5 separate regions of the Mus musculus genome follow, and all the other regions are linked to region 3. A link is a contact called in public targeted proximity ligation data. All regions are on one chromosome and are shown on one strand. The core of a region is the stretch at or near the end of the contact, and the rest is flanking DNA. Distances in the headings are between cores, read along the strand shown. Region 1 has its middle 25 kb from the start of Chrm1. Region 2 has its middle 7.8 kb from the start of Asrgl1. Region 3 holds the start of Plaat3 (phospholipase A and acyltransferase 3). Region 4 has its middle 23 kb from the start of Slc22a8. Region 5 holds the start of Slc22a8 (solute carrier family 22 (organic anion transporter), member 8).

The links.
Region 1: a targeted proximity ligation map of pancreatic cancer cells shows a contact between it and region 3. A contact is called at or near these places in 6 of 39 promoter capture datasets (the C10 cell line, cranial neural crest, embryonic stem cells and 3 more), 3 of 130 datasets of targeted methods (embryonic stem cells and pancreatic cancer cells) and 2 of 9 other capture datasets (embryonic stem cells and liver).
Region 2: a targeted proximity ligation map of astrocytes shows a contact between it and region 3, with 4 times the contacts expected there. A contact is called at or near these places in 4 of 39 promoter capture datasets (the HPC-7 cell line, cranial neural crest, hippocampal neurons and 1 more), 1 of 130 datasets of targeted methods (astrocytes) and 2 of 9 other capture datasets (adipose tissue and liver).
Region 4: a contact with region 3 is called in a targeted proximity ligation map of stem cell-derived neural progenitor cells, with 8 times the contacts expected there. A contact is called at or near these places in 9 of 39 promoter capture datasets (the C10 cell line, the HPC-7 cell line, cranial neural crest and 6 more), 3 of 130 datasets of targeted methods (embryonic stem cells, large pre-B cells and stem cell-derived neural progenitor cells) and 1 of 9 other capture datasets (liver).
Region 5: a targeted proximity ligation map of embryonic stem cells shows a contact between it and region 3, with 7 times the contacts expected there. A contact is called at or near these places in 5 of 39 promoter capture datasets (the C10 cell line, cranial neural crest, embryonic stem cells and 2 more), 1 of 130 datasets of targeted methods (embryonic stem cells) and 1 of 9 other capture datasets (macrophages).

Annotation. Positions count from the first base shown.
Region 1 is chr19:8,687,358-8,690,057 of GRCm38.p6, forward strand. No RefSeq gene overlaps it. Among named protein-coding and RNA genes, the nearest start is that of Chrm1, 25 kb to the left of the region's middle.
Region 2 is chr19:9,141,982-9,144,681 of GRCm38.p6, forward strand. No RefSeq gene overlaps it. Among named protein-coding and RNA genes, the nearest start is that of Asrgl1, 7.8 kb to the left of the region's middle.
Region 3 is chr19:7,556,153-7,558,852 of GRCm38.p6, forward strand. Plaat3 (phospholipase A and acyltransferase 3) reads left to right here and starts at 1,307. Exons shown (of 5, transcript NM_139269.2): 1 at 1,307-1,412; 2 at 1,780-1,843. The coding sequence starts at 1,829.
Region 4 is chr19:8,568,333-8,571,032 of GRCm38.p6, forward strand. No RefSeq gene overlaps it. Among named protein-coding and RNA genes, the nearest start is that of Slc22a8, 23 kb to the right of the region's middle.
Region 5 is chr19:8,591,820-8,594,519 of GRCm38.p6, forward strand. It overlaps Slc22a8 (solute carrier family 22 (organic anion transporter), member 8), which reads left to right and starts at 1,363. Exons shown (of 11, transcript NM_001164635.1): 1 at 1,363-1,473; 2 at 2,064-2,420. The coding sequence starts at 2,088.

The DNA of each region.
Region 1 (2,700 bases), core at 9-2,508, 1.1 Mb after region 3:
GAGAGACAGAGACTGAGAGAGACAGAGAGAGACAAAGAGAGACAGATCCTCTAGATTAGGGTGTCAGCTCTCAGCTACAGCTATGCCTGCCTGCTGTCATAATCCCTGCCATTATGATTATGAACTCTAACCCTCTGACACCATGAGCTACAGTAAACATTTCCTTTTATAAGTTGGTTTAGTCATGTTGTGTCTTCGCAGCAATAGAAAAGCGTACACATATACATACATGCGCACACACACATCCTTCCTCCTCCTTCTCCTCTCTGGTCTTCCCTGGAAATCTGTTCCAAAGTGGGTTTGCGTGTGTGGGTCCCAGAGAGAATGAATCTTGTCTTTCAAGCTCTTTCTACCCTCACTTCACCTTTAGTATCTCCATCACTCCTACTGTAGACAATCTCAGCCTCGGAGGAGCCTGGTTACCTGACATCTTGGTTGTCACTGAAAGAAATGATTTAAAAGAAGGAAAACAGTGTCAGTGGTTTCAGTCCACAGTCCCTTGGATGCACACTTCTGTGCCTCTAGTGAGGCAGACTGTCAGGCAGAGAGGGCATGATAGAAGTGCTCACTTGGAAAGGGCCACAGCAAAGCACACTCCTCAAAGACAGTCTCCAGGGACTACTTGCTCCAACCAGGCCCCACTTTCCGGTAGCCCGTTTTTAAAGTTAGTACCCACTCTCCTGATTCACTTGCTTCTTATTGGGGTCCACTAAGTAGAGAACAAGACTTTAATACAAAACAAGGAAGACATTGCATATCCAAACAACAATCTCCAGAGAGACATCTGCTACGGTGATGTGCATAGGAGTCCACCCTTGGACAAAATGACATTTTCTTCTCTTAAGATGTGGGGGGCGGGGGGAGGCTGGAGAGATGGCTCAGCGGTTAAGAGCACCAACTGCTCTTCTGAAGGTCCTGAGTTCAAATCCCAGCAACCACATGGTGGCTCACAACCATCTATAATGAGATCTGATGCCCTCTTCTGGTGTGTCTGAGACAGCTACAGTACTTACATATAATAAATAAATCTTAAAAAAAAAAAAGATGTGTGTGTGTGTGTGTGTTTCTGCCTATGTCTGTGCACATGTATGTCCCAGTATGTGTGTCCGTGGTTCACAGAAGCCAAAAGGAGATGTTAGATCCCTCAGGGCTGGAGTTAAGGGCATTTGTGGGACACCTGTCTTGTTATCTGACTACTGGGAGTCTGAACTTCGGTCCTCATAACTGCATAACAAGCATTCTTAAGTTCTAAGTCATCTCCCTAGCCCACAGAGTTGTGCTTTCTTGAAACCAGATTGGTCGTGGCAGAACCAGGCCAGGAAGGTGGAACCTAACCAAGGTTTTATCTCAACACCGACTCCTCTATAAGCTGGTTGACTTTCTGCACATCTCTGAGCTTTTGTTTCCTTCCTGGGAAGGCAGAGCTGTTACAGCTGAAGAAGCAATGACGGAGCCTCCACACTTGAGAGGCTCAGTCTCAAGATGAAATTCAAAATGTCCCCTGTAAGTCACTGTAAGGCCCATTTGTAAGTCATGATTGGCAATATTTTCTAATTATTTTATCTGTATTGGTGTTTTGTCTGCACATATGAACATGTGCCTGGTACCCACAGGGGCCAGAATCCCGTGGAACTGGAGTTTCAGGCAGTTGTGAGCCACCATGTGGATGCTGGGAATCAAACCTGGCTCTTCTGAAAGAGTAGCCACTGCTTTTAACCACTAAACCACCTCTCCAGACCCTGATCACAGAGATATTTTCATTAGTTAGTTGGTTAACTGTTGGTTTATGGTAGTAATATTATGGGAGAGTTATGCCTCCTTTTGCTCCTAAAAATCTACATGGGGTTTCTGCCCCCCTCTAACCTACTTAGCTCTCAAGTAAACAACACAGAAACATCAGACTTTTTTAACAGGTTGCTGGCACTATGCTGGGCAGATTCTGAGCTATTCTAACCCAGCTAGGCTATTAATAATCAGATAAATACCCCATAACTTGCCATCTGAGTCTGGTTCTGTTCCATGTGTGTCCTCAGTGCTAGCTTCTCTTAGCCACATGTTTATGTTCCACCTTGCCCCATGACAATTCCCTTCTTCCGTCTCCTCCTTCTTCTCCTTGTGGTCCCTAGTTGAAATCCCCTCACTCAGTCTGGAGTTCCTCTTTCCTATCTCCCCTGCCCAGTCAGAGGCTCTAGCTTTTTATATACCAGTCAGAGACTTTTGGGAAACATTCTTTACAGCACATTGATCAATATAATACCTATGTCCAGACTGCAATCTGCTCTTGGGGTACAGAACTCACCATCTGAATACACAGCACACAAGGCCAACCCCGATATTACTTAGTACTGAGAATGTAATCCAAGACCTTGTGCATGCTAGTAAGCACTTTGTTCTCGAGACTCTAGAATTTTCTCTAAATGCAGTAGTTTAGGATATATTTGGACAGTGTCACACACGAAGGAAAAGAGCACTCTTTGAGGCTTTTGTTGGAGATATTCTTTTAAAGATTTATTTTATGTATATGAGAAGAGGCCATCGGATCCCATTACAGATGGTTGTGAGCCACCATGTGGTTGCTGGGAATTGAACTCAGGACCTCTGGAAAAGCAGTCAATGCTCTAAACCACTGAGCCATCTCTCCAGCCCCTTATAGATTTTATATTATATCATTTATTACGTGTGTGTGCACACCACATGCAC
Region 2 (2,700 bases), core at 165-2,664, 1.6 Mb after region 3:
TCTGGCTGAAAGACCAAGACATCAGAAATTCAAGCAGGTCAGTTCAGCATGTCTGACACGAGGAGACTCACTAAGGCTGTAAATTCTGTAATATACAAATCTCAAAACAAAATCTTAGTATCATCAGGATAATTTTTTTTTGTTTCATTCCCTGTAATCTAGTTCTCTCGGGGTCTCCCTCTATTAAATGAGTTACCAGCCTGGATGATCAGGGCTACTTTCTTTCTTGGTGTTAAAATCAGCGAATGCCTGGGCACTCAGGTCACTCCTCAAACTATTGTTATTGTCAAACATGTGAGATGCCTAAATTTGAAGGCATGGTTTATGTGTCCATGGCTTATGGTGAGGAACTGAGGGCCTAAATTCAATAACTGCATCTCATCTCCAAACCATTTGCTGACCTGGTACTCTCTGTTCTCAGAAGAACCAACTGAGCCTGCCAGATGCACAGCTTCAAAGGTCTCAGTTTACCATGCAGACCTCAGCTGTAATATGCAAATTTAAATATCAATCAATGAAGATGGAGTTCTTATTTTAATCTTCCTTGTCATGGGACACCAGGATGGGAATCTGAATGGAACTTTCCTTTAGTAGTCCAATCTCTTTTTCCCCTCTTTATGCTGGGGATTTGAAATTGAGGAATGAGCCCCATAGGCTCTCATGTTTGAACACTTTTTTCCTAGTTGACCGTGCTGTTTGGAGGAGGCTATGGAGTTTTTGGGACTGGAGCCTTGCTGGAGCAAGTACATCACTGGGGGTGAGCTTCAAGAGTTTATAGCTTTACTCACTACCAGTTTGCTCTCTCTATGGACTATTATGGACTTTATGGAACCATAAGCCAAATTAAACATGCTTGTCTCTAAGTTGCTTCTGGACATGATGTTTTATTATGGCAACAGAAAGTAATGCCTACAAACCCATCTCTTTGTTCCTTCTCCCCCCCCTTTTTTTCTTTGTTCCTTCTAAGGGCACTCTTGTACCAAAGGTTGTACCCCCACTTCCCTTTCTCCCTCTTGTTCCAGCCTCCCTCGCTCCGACCCCTGCTTGCCTGGCTCATGTATCTTTTTTAAAAATTAAAATAAAGCTTTCCTTCTGGTCTTAAATTCTTTGCTAGTAAGTTTTGTTAACATATTTATACTTCCTTCTCTCAAAAATTTCACAAGTATCCCATAGTACATGCCTGCAGTTAGTTGTCTCATATATCTGTGTGACAGGAGAAGATGGGGCAGAGGTTTGGCCCTTTTGGTTAATTTGTCCCTCATAATGGATGTGCCATGTGTAGCCTTCATCGGCTCTCCATAAACATCCTTTGGGATGGTAGCAAGAATAGTGGACAGAAAGGCAGGCTCTCAGGGAGAGCCTTTTCATTTCTTTGACAGCAGCTATGAGGATAGAGGGAGAAAGATTTGGCTGCTGCCAGAGAACACAGCTTTAGTATTCCTAGCCCAAATTTAACACTCTCAACAAGCAGTTGCTGGCTTAGGGACTTGGTCCCAGGGCCAATCCTTTCATTGGGCTAGCATTTGTAACAGTATAACCAACCGTCTTATTTTTAGAGATATTTTGGTCTTAAAAAACTTTGATTTATCACTGCCATAAGTAGGTTTCTGTGGAAGGATACCCAGTCCTGACCCTGACCTCTCCTCACAGCGAGAAGAGGTAGCTAAAGCCTGTGGCTTCAGACATTGACCTGAGAATTACCTGGAGGCAGCATGCAGCTTGCTAGGTCCCACCCCCAGCATTTTCTATTCAGCAGGTCTTTGTAAGCACATTGAATCTGGGGCTGTCACAGTTTTTCTCATAGAATCCAGAGTAATCCAGAGGGAGGCTGAAGAATGTGAGCTCTTTTAGCTTTCCTCTTTTTATTCAAGTGCTCAATGAATGATGAATGAGTTTCATTTATTCCTTAAACACTGGGCTGCTTGATTCTGCCCATCTGTGGATAGGCTAGGGAGATTTCAAGCAGTCTAAGAATAATTAAAATCAGTGCCCAAAAGTGAATTCACAGGCCTGATAGGTGTTTTTGAGGAAGAGGCTGCTCCAAGGAAATTCTTTCAGGGAGGTTGTGGCTATTGAATTGTCTGTGCTACACACTGAACCCTGAGCATTTAATGAGCAGCCATAACAGTTCCTTTGGTACTGTGAACTAAAATTTCCATAAAGAAGCCATGCATTTTCAAAGGCTCATTGACTAGTTAGAACTCGGGAATGTTGCAGCTCCAGAGCCTAAATTATAGACCATTTTTGGCCTGCCTTTAGCTTCATTGATTACTCATTGTGACCTCTGTATCTAGCCTACCTATGACTATTAGGTAAGAACTTTTGGAATATAAAAACAGACCCCCAGCTTCCACATCCCAAACCTACGAATGTCATCAGAATAGTAGTACCTGAGACTGATAGTAGATATTTCCTGATTTGTTAAAATTTGCCCACCTGACATAGCCACTGTTAGGCAGGAACCCCTGTTCCCCACCCCTCACACAAGCTAGGAAACCCCATCCTTTTCCCCAATCCTGCCTGCACAGAGAAAACTCCCCATTTGTTTGGAGAACATTTGGGCTAACACGCCATCACTCCTCCTCTTTTCGTTTCTGGCAACTCACCCAAGAGTGCCTACCCAGGGGCTCAGTTTTTGACCAGCTATGGATGCAATCCTAGCTGCTAGCTCACACATCATCAGCTCCCTAGCTTTAACCT
Region 3 (2,700 bases), core at 57-2,556:
TTTGTCCAGAATGCTTCTTTTTCTTTTTTCATTTGTGCAATGGTAATATACTGTTTTAAACATCTAACCTTTTATGTTCATGGATTTGATTTCAAACACGAATAAAGTAATCTCTGAATATTGAAAAGGAAATCAAAAGAAATTACATATTTCATGTTCCTCAATCAAAATGCCAGGGAGTGTATTTTTTTAACTCCTTCAATTACAAAAATGTTTTGAGATTTATTTTATGAGTGTAACAGAGCTTCAGACTTAGTGGGCCCCAAGACTTTAGCACAACTGACTCCATGATGGAAGTATCATTCAGGCAGACAGCACCACCTGCCAAAGCTAAAACAGAGGCCAGGTGTACTAATCTTATTTTTGGCTTCTGTGAGCCTGCTTTTGGCTAACTGTTCTTGTTAACTGAAGAATGCCAACCCAGAACATGGTTTTTGTGTTTAAAAGCTCACTCTGAGAAAAGCTAAGTGCTACACTGAACACCCACTGTAGTTGACAGCCAGGCTAATAAAGACTTTCTATTGGCTGAAACCCCTGTGCAAGCTGTCTTCTCTATGTGTGTTTTGTCAGTATGTGTGCACATGTACCAGGTCTGTACCTCATGAGTAACAATGTCAAAAGAAGGTATTGGATCCCCTGGAACTGAGTTAATCATGGTTGTGAGCCACCATGTGGATCCTGGGAACCATCCGGGGCCCTTTGCAAGAGCAGCAAGTGCTCTCAACCCCTGAGCCAGCTCCTCAACCCCACATTACTGTTGTTGTCATTATTTTTATTTTTATTATTATATTTTGGATTTTTGAGGCAAGGTCTCTTTGCATAGCTCTGGCACCCTTGGAACTCACTATGTGGAGCTAGCCTCACAGAGATGGGCCTGCCTCTGCCTCCTGAGTGCAGGAAACAAAGGCATAAACAACTACATCTGGCTATTATTATCATCATCATCATCATTATTTATTATTATTATTTTGGAGAGAAGATCTCAAACAGTAGCTCAGGCTAACTTTAAACTTATGGCAATCCTCCTGCTTCAGCTTGTCAAATGCTAGGATTTCAGGCATGTATTACTCTTAAAAAATAGCCTTTTGGTATGATTCATGTACAAAGATTAAATGTAATTCGACATAACATGTTCTTCCATGAGGAGTGTGTATAGGCTGTCAAGGGCTGGGGAATCTGGGGCAGAGGAGCAGAGAGGCGGGAACGCAGCGGGAGGGAGGCATCTAAGTGACTACTGAGTAGTGGCATGCCCTTGGCGACGCTCTCATTAGCCAGTTACAGGAGGAGGGGCGGGGTGATCTGGCTCAGCCTGGACTCTGCGGCCATTAAACCAGTCCCCATTGCGCTGGCCTCCACTTGCCTACTTGGGGCGCGAGGAGGTTGGAGAGTTTTTTTCTGGGACCCAAGCAAAGGTGAGAAGCCCGGGTGCCTCTGCGGGTCCCCGAGGGCTGTCTGGGAGGCGGAGAGTGTTTCGGCTGCGTAAACAAGCCAGGCGAGAGCTGCCACCTGTCTGCCATCCGCCGTACGCGGAGAAAAGGAGCCAGGGGCGCACGAATGCCTGCCTGGCCAGGAACCCTGCTGGTGACCAAGGATCCCGTGAGCCGCTTCTGCCCTACAGAGAGGGATTTGTCTATTCAAGGGCAAGCTCAGGTCAGAGCGGAGGAGAGCGAGAAAGTTGGAGAAGTTTGGTGGAAGTTTCTGGAGGGCTCTGCTAAAAGCTACCCTGCTCCTGGAGACTTGCTAGAGACTTAATGAGCTTTGCTCCCCTCTGTGTCTTAGGCATCCACGCTGCTGCTAAGCTGAAATTGAAGCTCACACATCCTGGAAAATGCTAGCACCCATAGTAAGTACAGCGTGAGAAGCCAAGGGTGGGCCAGGGATGGGTGTAGTGTTTTAATGGTGACTCTTGTTTTCTCCGGGTCTGACTCGCTGTTTTGAAGAGAGGAGCTTTGTAGTGAGGAAGCTACATTTGAACCCTTGGGGGATCAGGTATGAGCTGTGGGTCAGCTGCCACCTGTTGAGCCTCAGCAGTTGGCTGCCACCCTGCTTGAAACATGCTCAATAGAAAGCAGTAGAGGGGGGGAAGTTGGGGGCTGGGTCTTCTTACCAAACCCGGACCCTGGGCAGGTTCCTGGGTCGAATGTCTGAAGTTGATTCTGCTTATTTTTGTCTTGTCAGCTGACCCATGGCCATCCCTGCTGCCAGCAAACACTCAGCTCTGGCTTTTCCTTCATTTCTTCCCTCCATCCCCCCTTCTCTTTTCTTTCTGATTTTTGTTTTGCTTTTGTTTTTGAGACAAGGCTTCAGGTAGCCCAGACTGGCCTCAAACTTCCTATTTAGCGAGGACAGTTTCTTCCTTCTGGTTTCTCTGCCCCCACCTCTTGAGTGCTGGAATTATAGGTGTGAGGCCCCATACCCAGTTTTGTGAAGCCCTCCTGCATGGTAGGCAAGCACTCTACCGACTGAGCCACATCCCAGCCCCCGGCATCTTTGTTAACCCATGATGTCTTGAGATTGGAACAGGGCAAATGTCTTCTTCATTTTAACAAGACTGTTGATTTGGTTCAGGTTTTTGCAGACAACCCTCTTGGGATTGTGCTCCAGCTGAGTACTGGTGTGGGATTATAATCAAGTTCAAGTTTATTCGGTTCCCAAGTGAAAACAACACTTAAAACCTAACAGTTCTCATAGCAGCAGAGT
Region 4 (2,700 bases), core at 114-2,613, 1.0 Mb after region 3:
AAATGCTCAGATCAGTGGAACCTTCTGGACTCAAACCCATGGAATGTCCAACAAGATTTCCAGAAAAAGTCATTGCTACATCTTTCCGGGGTGTTACAGAAATGTGCTGGCACATACGTTAATAATTTAATAATACTAATTAATTTAATATTAAATTTAATATAACATTTAATAATTTAATAATAAGCACAGCTGTCATGGAGTTCATACCATGGTCATTCTCAATAATTTTAAAACATCTCACTGCCAGACAGTAGTGGCACATGCCTTTAGTCTCAGCACTTGAGAGGCAGAGGCAGACGGATCTCTATAAGTTCAAGGCCAGCCTGGTCTAGAAAGCAACTTCCAAGACAGCCAAGCCTACACAGGAGAGAGAGAGGCAGAAGTGGGCAGATCTCTATGTGTGTGAGGCCAACCTAATCCTCATAGCAGGTTTCAGGTGAGCCAGACCCTGTGTCAAAAAAAAACAAAACAAAACAAAACAAAACAAACAAACAAAAAAACAAAAAAAAATTTTTGTGTGTGCCAGGCAGTGGTGACCCACACCTTTAATCCCAGCACTTGGGAGGCAGAGGCAGGCAGATTTCTGAGTTCGAGGCCAGCCTGGTCTACAAAGTGAGTTCCAGGACAGCCAGGACTACACAGAGAAAAACCACCCTGTCTTGAAAAACCAAACAAAAAAAAAAAAAAGAAAAGAAAAGAAAAGAAAAAAAACAAAAAAAAATATTTTTGTGTGTCTATAATCCCCAAGGACTGGAGAGGCCGGGTAAAAGGATCACCAGTTTAAGAACAGCATGAGTTACGTAGTGAAAGTTAAAATACGGAGAGAGGAAAAAAGAAAGGGGAGGGAAGGGGAGAAAGAGGGAGAAGGAGAGGGAGATAGGGAAAGGGAGAGAGGGGAGAAGGAGAGAGGAGGAGGGGAAAAGAGGGGAGAGGGAGAGGGAGAGGGAGAGGGAGGAGAAACACGCGAAACAAGAATAGGAAGAAAAAAAAAAAAAAAATACTGATTCTCCCTGCAATATCCAGAAGAACCAACACCCCTCACATACCCAACCTAACCACAGCCCTTCATCTGAAAGGAAGGGTCCTTAGCAGTATCGGTAATACTGTAACAGACATTCAGGAAATACTATTTACAAAGGAGTCTTGTCCCACACATATAGCTTTTCCACTCTGCTGATCAAGCTCCCTGTATTTGTTGTCACCTGACTTTCTTCCCAGGTGCAGCTATCCCAGGGCTGCGACCCCTTCGGTTCATTTAATCAGTTAGAGAAGCCACAATTCCATACTTCCACACGATGTCACTGTCGAGCTAGTCTGGCGGGGCTGCGGGGGTGAAGGTGGGGGGCACCTAGCCGCTGCTGGGCACAAAATTTGCGCTCTGGCCCTCCTCAGCGTCCAGTACAATGCAAGAAGCTGTCCTCTCTCGCGCTCCCCTGAACCCTACACACCGATACAGAGATTGGGCAGAAGCGGGGACGAGGGGAGTGAGGCTGGCTGGCTATGCAGCCTCTTGAACTACTTGCTTCTCCTGAACTACCCAGAGAGTCAACCTCAGTCTGTTAATTCCTCGCCTCAACTTTTGTCCCAGAGGGAACACCTCCCATCTCTTTCTGAGGAAGGCTGACCTGCTGGTCGAAGGGTGGCCGGCCCTTCCCTGGAGACCACATTAGACACAGGGGCCCATGGGACCTTAGCGGGTCTTGAAGGAAACGTCATGCCATTTCTTTCTACAGAAAAGATGACACAAAAATATGCATCTCTGGAAGGTGCACACACCACTTACCGGGGAAATACAAGTTAAAGGGGCAATCTCCTGGCAACCCAGAAAGCCTCCTGCAAAAGTGGAAGGAAGGGAAATCCCAAATAACTACTAAAGCAGAATGTAACATTCAGCAAGCTACCAAGAGACTGCAAAGAGAAAAAAACTCTCCCCATTTATTGTAGCCAAGCAGAAAGTGCCCCCATTCGAAACACTGTAGATGGAAGGGTGGATGGGTGGATGATGGACAGATGGACAGATAACAAAGAAAACCCTGACTTCACAGAAAGTCTATCCAAGTCTGGTAATTGTACTGGCCACCTATGTTTAATGCCCTTATTCAGATGAAAACCCCCTTTTCCCTGTGAATAAGACCAAAAGTAGGTAGGAAGGTAATCTGGAGCAAGGCCCAACTGAGGTTAGGCTAGGACACTGGCAGAAACTGGGTCATAGGGCACTGAAGTCCTTGCTGGTTAAATTTCAAAGAGATGCTTCAGGAGGTCTTGTGAAAACACTTTAGGGGAGGAAAACTGGAAGAAGGACTTAGTTTGCTTCTGAAAGGATTTACAACCATTAGCAAGAGGCAGGTGAGTCTCTGAAATACCAGACTCTACTCTAAGAGGGAGCTGGGGAAAGCTTTTGGCTTCTTCTCAACAGAGACAACTAAACTGTTTTCTCTCCTTAAGTTGGTTTGGGACTGCCCCCACACAGCCTTCCCCTCCCCTTTCCTGGAGGACCAGGAGCATGAGAGGACAAAGGTGAACTCGGGAGGAACCACACCAACCATAGCACCACTGCTCCCTGGAAATCTGTCCCCGATTAAGCTAGGCCTTTGTCAAGCTGGCTGGAACATGCTGGAGGAGAAACAAATATTTAGATATTGGTCAAGAGTGGTTTCTGTTTTCACTCAGCTTTTTCTTAAAGTTTTCAAAAATACA
Region 5 (2,700 bases), core at 113-2,612, 1.0 Mb after region 3:
AAAACTCTGGTTCACACCAGAAGCACAAGTGAATGCTGGTGATCCTAGCAACTGAGAGGAGTCTAAAGCTTGAGGACTGCTGTGAGGCTTAAAGGCCAGGCTGAACTATATAGCGAGATCCTGACTCAAACACTCAAAGAGGAGAGGAGAGGGAAGAAGCAGAAGAGAGGGAGGGGAGAGGAAGGGAGGAAGGAAGAGGCGGAGGAAGGGGAGAGGGAGAGTGTGTGTGTCTGTGTGTGTGTGTGTCTGTGTGTGTGTGTCTGTGTGTGTGTGTGTGTGTGTGTGTCTGTGTGTGTGTCTGTGTGTGTGTGTGTCTGTGTGTGTGTGTGTCTGTGTGTGTGTGTGTCTGTGTGTGTGTGTCTGTGTGTGTGTGTCTGTGTGTGTGTCTGTGTGTGTCTGTGTATGTGTGTTTAGATGCTTAAGGGCAGAAATGGACTTGAAGCCACACCCCTGACCTACTTCCTGCTGGGGACCCTAAGCTAGTTACTTAACTTCTCCGTTTCCTAACTGACAGTCCTATCAGTAGGGCCTGCCATAAGTGTGTCAACCAAGTTTCCAGCTGACTGGTAGACCCTGTCTTAGACATGTCTGTAGGAGAAAAGTAACCACAAACCACAAGACTCCCTGCCCAAGCTGGCTCTTGGGTGAAACTGAATGTACTTAATTCAGTTTGTGTTGGCTTGTTAGAATTTCTGTTTTATACAAGAAATGCACATTATTAGGTAATTAAACCGTACTCATAGAAATAAGCAAAGCCATTGGGACTGCAGAGAGAAGCCAAAGAGCAGCCGGTGGCATAAGTCCACAGGTAGATGGGAGATGGTCACTTGTGTTTGAGACTCAGACAGGGATGGCCCTGGTGTTTCCAGGAGCCCAAGGCACGGTACCTCTGAGACCATAAGGACCAGTGCTTGGGCCTTTCTGTCTGAGTGTGTTCTAACATTCTCCATGAATCTACTCAGGAGCCGGGTATGAAAGATGATCCATTGCAGGAATGCTGCCTCCCATGTGCAGGAGCACCTCTCTTGCTGGTTGTTCTCCACTCCAGGTCCTCTGAACATCAGCTCAGAGGCACTCTGGACACGCAGACCTGAGTCCTTTTCCAGATTCTCGCTTAGGAAACATGCCCTGAGCCACTAAGCCCTTTGTCCAGCAAGCAGCCTCTAGGCTCAGCCACACTCCACTCCCCAGCCCCCTCTCCACCCTATCAACAGCCTTGGCTGAGGCAGCCCTTTCAGGAGAGCTGGGCTTGGTGGGTGCACAGCATTCCCCCTGCCGGATGTTAATCTTCCAAAGAAAGTCAAACATTAGCCCAGGAAACAGCTTATGCCTTATATAAGGCACCCCAGGGGAGACACAAACAGCTTGTTAGAGCTGAGCTGTCCTACTACAGCAGCTGCTGGACCCTAGGACAGAGCACGGGCAACTGCTGCATCCAGCTCCAGCCCAACTGAATCCAGCTCCAACCACCAGGTGAGACGGGATTGAAGACCCCCAAGTCTAGCACCCAAGAACACCCCAAAGCCAGGCTTCCTCACTGTAACGCTGTAATTGGTCAAACCCCTAAAGCCTTCAGGGACCTACTTGGATTCTTCTGATACTCCAGCACAGGGGACTCACCCCAGGGAACAGCAAGGAGGCTTGGAGCTTGAGCAGATCCTTCTTAGCCCACATGAAGCAATCGGAAATGTGTATTATCCTCTCTCTCACCCTCACCCACACCCCGCCTGGGCAACCAACATCCAAATCTGGACCTTTGGTCCCTACTATGTGGCCCTGTGCCTACACATCTACGACCTATAAGCACAGGGCCACATGCCTGCATTCACATGACCTTCAAGAGTGCAGTTTAGATGTGCACATAGCACTGCATCCACACTGGTATCCCATATCCCTCTCTGCAACTGTGTACATCTTTATGCATCCACACACCAGAACCCCAAATCTTTACACATGTAACTAGGTACATCTTCATGCATGTGATTCTATGATGCTCCACAGGCCTACATACAATTCACACACACATACACACACCTCTTCTTGGCCTGATGCCTTGCCTACAGTTTTGGTTCATCTTGCCTGGTGCCATGACCTTCTCCGAGATTCTGGACCGTGTTGGAAGCATGGGCCCCTTCCAGTACCTGCATGTGACCTTGCTGGCCCTCCCAATCCTCGGAATAGCCAACCACAACTTGCTACAGATCTTCACAGCCACCACCCCTGACCACCACTGTCGCCCGCCCCCCAACGCCTCTCTAGAGCCCTGGGTACTCCCCTTGGGCCCAAACGGGAAGCCTGAGAAGTGTCTCCGCTTCGTGCATCTGCCAAACGCCAGTCTTCCCAATGACACCCAGGGGGCCACCGAGCCATGCTTGGATGGCTGGATCTACAACAGCACCAGAGACACCATTGTGACAGAGGTATGTCTGGCACCCTCTCTCCTTCCACCTCACCTTAGGTACTTCCATATACCGTGCAGCACTTGTGGATAGAAAAAACACAGGGGCCTAGATTTCCTGGGATTGAAAGAATGGGAACTGGGCAAAGAGGAAGGATCCCAGTGCTAATGCACAAGAACTGAGTGGTTTGATTCGTTCATGCCCAAGCATTCCTTCAACAATCTATAGCGTGGTATTGAGCTCCAGTGATGCTGAGCTGTACAGTCTCTCCTCCTAGTAGGGTGTTATACAGCCTTGTGGA